Regions from separate parts of the Hordeum vulgare genome. Here region 1 is linked to region 2. The links are chromatin contacts, called in public Hi-C maps. All regions are on one chromosome and are shown on one strand. Each heading gives the region's core, a stretch centred on a gene start, on an enhancer-like site or on the middle of the called end of the contact. The rest is flanking DNA. Distances are from core to core; before and after follow the strand shown.

Region 1 (3,331 bases), core at 608-3,107, 450 kb before region 2:
GATCCATTCGCGTACGATATGCTTGCGGTTGCACAGGCAGGCGACGGTATGGACGCGGGCGTAAGAGGCGGAGGTCTTGAGCCTCCACGATATGCTGGCAACCAAAGCGAGGTGAGCGGTGTCATTCGCACCCACAGCAACGACCCGCGCGCCGGTGGGTCTAAGGACGGAGCTATGCGGCCTACGGGCGGCGTAGCAAACTCCAAGGACGAAGGGGCGCCTTCTAAGGCACCCACACCGACACATACACCGTGGCCTTCCCAGGCCGCACGTGACGAGCGGCGCCGCGATGACGGTGGTTCCCAGCATCCCTGAGGGAAGACTCCTGAGCATCATTCTCGGGATATGCAAGGCCAACATGCACGTCGAGAAGCTGGTGGAAGCGGTGTGCGATTGAGGGACCATGTCACACCCCAAAAATTAAAATATATTTCTGAAATAAAATATTGCCTAGAACAAAAATTTTGAGAAATAAATTGATCCATGACTCTTCTCTAAGCCTCTTTAGAAAAACTTTTCCTTCAAGTGGCATTTCAAAGATCATTTAGTGCTTGAGACTTTTTTTAATTTCTTTACTTAACTAAATGTGGATAGTATTTTGGCCATTTCTATTTAAAATCTGATTTCCTGGGTTTTCGATCAATCTTTGAAACACTCCTTTTTCCTTTATAAAGATGCTTTCCCTAAGTGAATGTTTTTGAAAATTTATGTTGGAACCTGAATACTTGCATCAATACATTTCTTTTCTTCTAGCAGTTTCGTGAGAGATTTTATTTAATATTTTGCCAAGGTTTCTTTTATTCATAAATGACTTATATTTTCTTTAAGGGCATGTTTTGCACTACAACCTTGTGATCACTTCTTCTAAAAATTCTATAAAAACTTGAAGATGACGTGTGATGTCCCTGGATCATATTTTTGCGAAAACTTAGCCAAGTGTTTTGAAATATTTAAGCACATTAACTTATTTTCTAATCTGGTCCAGATTTGAGTTTGTACTACAACCCTTGGAAATAATCTTTCAAAAATTCTACAAAAATTTGGGGATGTCAAGTGATGCATGAGATTCACTTTTATGCAAAAAAAAACCCAACCTTGTGCTTTGAAATTCTTTAGCAAAACAACCATCTTTCTGTTCTGGTCTAGTTTGGTACTTTGCACTACAACCATATTTTTCCTTGCTCTATTTGCTTTGATATTTTGCATGCTTGTATGGCACCCAACCAAAACCTTAACCCTAGGAGTTGAGCCCCATTGGATGATTTTAAGTGCATGTGATTTTAGCTTCAAGTTTCTGTCCAGAATAGGTTTTCTCCAAGAGTTGCACTAACCAATTTCTTCTTTTCTCCAACTAACCCTACCACCATTGATAACACCTAGGGAGGGTATGATCTGGAGTTTTTGGGTTACAGAGAAGATCATTCGGAGCCTCTGGCATTTCATCAAGTACTTATGGAGCATGTCGAGATTTGGCATGGCTTTGAACCTGCATTGTGGAGTTGCCTCCCCAGCAAGACCCTCATGTCCAATAGCTTTACCTTACCATCTAACCCACCCTGTTAACTGTTAGCTGCAGCAGATCATGGTAGACCACCCCAGCATTTCATCGAGCACCTGATGAGTATGCTCTGGATGCGCCAGAGCGCGCAAATGGGTGCGAGCACGCCCGAGTCACCGCATCCCTGGCCTTGCCCTTTTACGAACCGTAGAGTCGCATCGTGCCGCGTCAACCCCCCACCCGACCGATAGTCGCCGTCGCTGTGCCCTGCAGCGCCGCCACCAGTGCCCCTCCTGGCAGCTAGCTATTGGCCACCTCCGCAATAGCAGTAACCGCACCGCCCAAGCAACCCCAGCCAGCCAGCTGCCCCTGGACCACCTCCCCTGCACCCTGTGCTTGCTGCCCCGCTGCCCTGCTGCCGTTGCTGCAGTGCTAGCCGTCCCCGCTGCCCCCTGTCAACTTCTGAAGCTCTATCTCCGACGAGCTTATCCGCAACAGCCCCGCAAACCGACATGAGCCGGCTATAAATGGAGTCCTCGAGCTCCTTTGAGCAGCCAGCCCCTTCCCCTAGACCCTCAGAACCCTCCCCTCGCTTCAATTTAGCCAGAGCTGCTCCCCTGCTCCTATGTGACAGTAGCGTCGCTGTCGGCGTTCGACACGATTCAGGAAGCCCGAGCCCCATCGTTCTCCTCTCCCTACCCTGCTAGCCTCTCTGAAGCCCCAGGAACCCATTCCCGGTGTTGCCTCGAGCCATTAGCACCGTAGGCCGAAGCTACGGTCGCTGGAGTTCCCAGGCCGCCGTGGACAGAGGGCACTCGCCCCCGAGCCCCTCCGCGACTCAGGTGCCTCCTGAGGATGGGGCTCTCATCCTATAACTCGTCGGCGTGCTCAGCTCCGGGAGCAGAGCCCCTAGCGTTGACAAGCATCATCGGAACCGCCGTTGCTCCGTGTCTAGTGCACCTAGGAGGTAGAAGAGGAACCCAACAGGCGGGTCTCGCCTGTCGGCGAGCCAGCCCTGAGTGGTGCAGTTCCCCCTGGTACGCTTCCCTGCCGGATAGGCGTATTCTTAGTTTTTTTAGGTAAATACGTTTCCTCTGCGGGAAAGCATACTCTGCCCGAAACGTTTTCTTTATATTTGATTTTAAAAACAGAGTTTGACCAGATCTTTGACTAGCTATAACTTTTAAAATATAACTCCAAATGGAGTGATTCTTTTTTCCTACCACTTTCTAAATGCCTCTAGTTTATTTACTTATTTCTAAAATATTCAAACAACTTTTGTGCGCTATTTTATATTTGTGTGTTAATTCAAATAATTTTTAAAATAGGATTTTGAAGAGAGCATACCTACTCCAAGATGTTGGGGTACACATCACCCTCCGCAAACTCCAAAGGCAAGCATCTTGAATCCAAATTTGCATAAAGTTGTGTGATGTTTGTGGTGGTGCATATACTGCGTGATTGTAGATTATGATAAATAAAATCTCGCATGAAATAATACCTTGCATAAGAGCATGTGATGGATATTGTTGTTGCGAAGTTGTGGAAGGCAAGTGGTGAGTGGTTACTGCCTCATGCTTTGTATGCTACGTTTGTCTGGACAACCTCGGAGTAAGGTGTGTCTGGTGGAAATAAGACCATAGGCTGACACCTCGTGGGACGAGAGTGGTCAGTGAAAGCATGTCGGGGTGTGATGGTGGTAACCCTGAGATAATCTCTTCAGCAAGATTGTGTGGTATAACCATTGCAGGAAAAATATTAAACCTCCCAAGTCGACCGTAAATCGAGTCTTGTTTGTGTGTCACCTTACCCTTCGTGCTACCACGGGTCTTC
Region 2 (3,426 bases), core at 68-2,567:
TGTCTTGGATGGTGGAGGTGGTTCCCTCCTACGTGGTTGTCCTCCTGTCAGACCTTGTCTTCGGGTGATTCGCCTCAGACTGACCAGCCTTGCTACGTTGGCTATGGTGAGACGACGATGATGACTGCAAGGTCGTGGTGGCGTATGTTGGTGGATGGCATGCTTAGCGGAGCGCCTCTAATTGTCCGGGAGGTGGTGGTTTGGGGGTTGGGAGAAATTCTTGCCATTTGACACCGACACGGTGACGCTTGAGAGTGTCACCCTTCCTTCTTGAAGGGTGTCGGGTGTATCTCCTCCCCACTCCCCGGAGCATACTGAGGGAAACCCTAGGACCTGTCCGGGCAGCAGTGTCGTAGTCGTCACTATCCTTCTTGTAGGTGCTACTTGGTACGTGATGAATGAGAGTGCTTGAATCGTGGTGGGAATATTTTGGAGGGGACACAACGGTGTCGGGTCATTGTTGTTTTCGTTGATCCGTCAGTGTTGGCATTGATTTCTCTTTTTTTTTGCATGAATGTGTTGTTTACCCCAACAATGGTTTCACGTTATATTGTATGGTTGCTATAGCGAGGCGAAAGCCTATTTCATGATGTTTGATGCGACATAGAGGAAGAAAACATAAATTATCCTTTGAATAGGGGATTAGTTAGAGTTGTCCTTAGTTTTCTTGGTGTTTGTGCAGCGAGACGTGAAGTATAAACCGTGGTTTAAGCATTAGATGAGGGAATAAATCGGTAGATTTCTCTGTCCATTCTCATGATAGACAGGATGACTTATTCTTCAGTTTTGATGGCACTACCCTCTCGAGACGAGTCAACTCCAACCTACGTACTACTTCCCCGTTTCCAAATAATTATAGTTAAAAGAAATTAGTCAAATATAGTTGGGGGAAACTAGAAACCCAACTACAGCTAGTTCGTGGGTTTAATTAGTTAGCCAAGGACGTCCTGTTGTGCGTGCATGCATCGGGTGTCAACTGTCAGCCTGATAATTGCATGTTTTTCATTCCTGACAAAAGGACACAGCAGATTACATAATTAAAGAAGGTAGATCGATGTCAATGACAGAAGAAAAAGTAAGTACTCCTAGTCGGAAAGGAAAAACAAATGACGTCTTTATGCGTGGGAAAATATACTGTAGCACAATGATGAAAGAAACAGCAACTACACGTTGGAAACGGCTGGAAGCGATGACTATCATGCGTGCATGTCAGCTTCAGGGAAAAGTGTCGACACCCGTCGCTGCACAACGTACGTATAGCCTTTCGGCTCCTGGAATGGAATGCTGTCGTCAGTCGCTGCGCGCGGCGAAGCGGATACCTCCTGGCCGGGCTGCCCGGTCGCGAACCGAGGGGGTACACCAACACCAGCTGGCCGGAGTGGACACTGGGCACTTGGGCAACCACCACCGTTCAACACGTACGGGAACCAATTTCTACTCTTGCCATCTCGCTCAAGCTAGCTAAGATTCCTCTCCTCCTCCGCTTCCTTCTGTGGTGCTGGTGGTGGTGGTGCTGCTGTTCGTGCGTGGTGCTCTTTTCATCCGCGTGACCCGTGAAAGCTTTGTACATCTGTTGACCGATGACTGCGCAACATGCATATTTTGTACCCGTATGTATGCACTCGTGAAAGAATTTTTCTAGAAAAAAGGTATTGATGCTTTTAGAATTTTCTTCCTTTGCAAAATGCTTTTAGAGTCGCCTCGCAAAAACATATATATGCTTTTAGGGCCGATATTGTTTTAACTTATAGAAAAATGATATGGTTCGACCTACGAATTATGGACACGCTCGCGTCCGCCGCCTTGATTGCACGTGATGTGATGGACCTGGCTCCCACAATCTCTCCTTTGTGCAAGAAAGCCTCGCAAGATCACATTGACCTTTGTCACAAAAATGATTAAATTGCAATAAGGCCTCGGCTGCAAAAAAAGGCCTGAACAATATCTTTATTGCAAAAAAGAAAAAACATGGCTTCTGTTGGAAAAAAAAAACTACAACTTGGTCTATATTTAATTTTTTTACAACATGATCCGTGTTACAGAAAATGTCTGCAACATGACCCGTGTTACAAAAAATTATTACAACATGACCTTTGTTGTAATCATAGAGGATGACGTTCCACCGCTCACTCCGCACAATCATACGTCTCACGAGGCGACGGATCTTTTAGAAAGATTCGTCGATCGACGCGTAGCGGCGTCCTAACTTATAGTAGTCGATTAATGTTGTGTATGAAGGAGACCTGCTTCTTTGATTTGTAAGTGAAGATCGTTTCTAACAAGCTAATTTGCTTAAAGGTTTGTTTCACATGCAAACAGAAGGCCTGCCTTTTCTCCAAAATCACAAGTTTCCTTTGAACATCATTATCTCCAAAAGGACCAGGGGGTCTCACCAATAATGCAATGAAAGGTGCCTGACCTGATAGGCATCCATACATAATAGTACAACAACATACCCCTGCCTGTGCCTGTGGGCCCCCTAGCTTCAACGTTTCGACCTTTCAGGGGATGGATCATTTCTCACTTCACTCAGCAAACACCAGATGAATTGGTTTCCACCAACCATATGACCCACTTAATCAATTAAATTTACCTTTCAAAGTTGGCCGGTACAAAAGGAAAACATTCTAGGTAGAGTCACATGCCATCCTTCCCACTTGGTACAATTTGTTAATTATTTTCCTATGCATATATTGGTCACTATTCATGTAATGATGTTTTTAACACCCTATTTGTGGGTGACGGGCCATGGTTAAGACATCCAAATGAAGCTAGCTTCATGTAGCATGAAAATGATGTAAGGGCCAAGGTTCACCATCCATAGCTTTTAGACTATAAAGCTATGAAGGTGATGTTTGTGGCGGCATATCAATTGATGGGATTTCTTTTGACATTCTTCCCCCACTAACATACAATTTAACCGTAAGAAAACAAATCGCGTAGATTCGCTGCAATCGAAAAGATTTTCTCTCCAACTGATGTGCAAGTGTGTGCATGAAAAGTGAACAAAGGATCAAATTTTAATAGTGTCCATCTAATCCCGAGCTCAAATACTCCTCTATGAACACCTGAACGGTACAATAAAAATAAATATTTATTTTATTTTATTTTATACTGTAAATATTGCTCAGATCTCTTCTTGCATGCACATTTTCATGATAAAATCACATTTGTAGAGGTCTAGGCGAAATTAACAAAATTGGCACTCCAAAATGCTTTAGAAAACAGTCCTTTTGAAGTATCGATTCTTTTCACCCAAAGTGGCTGAAATTGTTTTCGCTTCACGCAAATTTGCATGTGTGTAGAACATTAACAATGTTTGTTGCCAAAAATAACAGATTTTTTTACTATCACAAGGGTGCATTTGAGTTCGAGTACGTAACCTCCTAGTTCTCAAAATTTTACAGAAAGTAGTAGAATAGCTAT

What was found. A called contact is a pair of places that touch in the nucleus more often than the background predicts.
Region 1: a contact with region 2 is called in a Hi-C map of leaf, with 4 times the contacts expected there. The contact joins two enhancer-like sites. A contact is called at or near these places in 2 of 6 Hi-C or Micro-C datasets (both in leaf).

What each region holds. Positions count from the first base shown.
Region 1 is chr4H:135,044,382-135,047,712 of MorexV3_pseudomolecules_assembly, reverse strand. No RefSeq gene overlaps it. Among protein-coding and RNA genes, the nearest start is that of LOC123448150, 450 kb to the left of the region's middle. Within about 2 kb of position 1,857, at least 2 of the 3 cell types and tissues checked have open chromatin away from gene starts, as enhancers often do. A contact at or near this core is called in leaf, where this site is marked.
Region 2 is chr4H:134,591,557-134,594,982 of MorexV3_pseudomolecules_assembly, reverse strand. No RefSeq gene overlaps it. Among protein-coding and RNA genes, the nearest start is that of LOC123448148, 26 kb to the right of the region's middle. Within about 2 kb of position 1,317, at least 3 of the 3 cell types and tissues checked have open chromatin away from gene starts, as enhancers often do. A contact at or near this core is called in leaf, where this site is marked.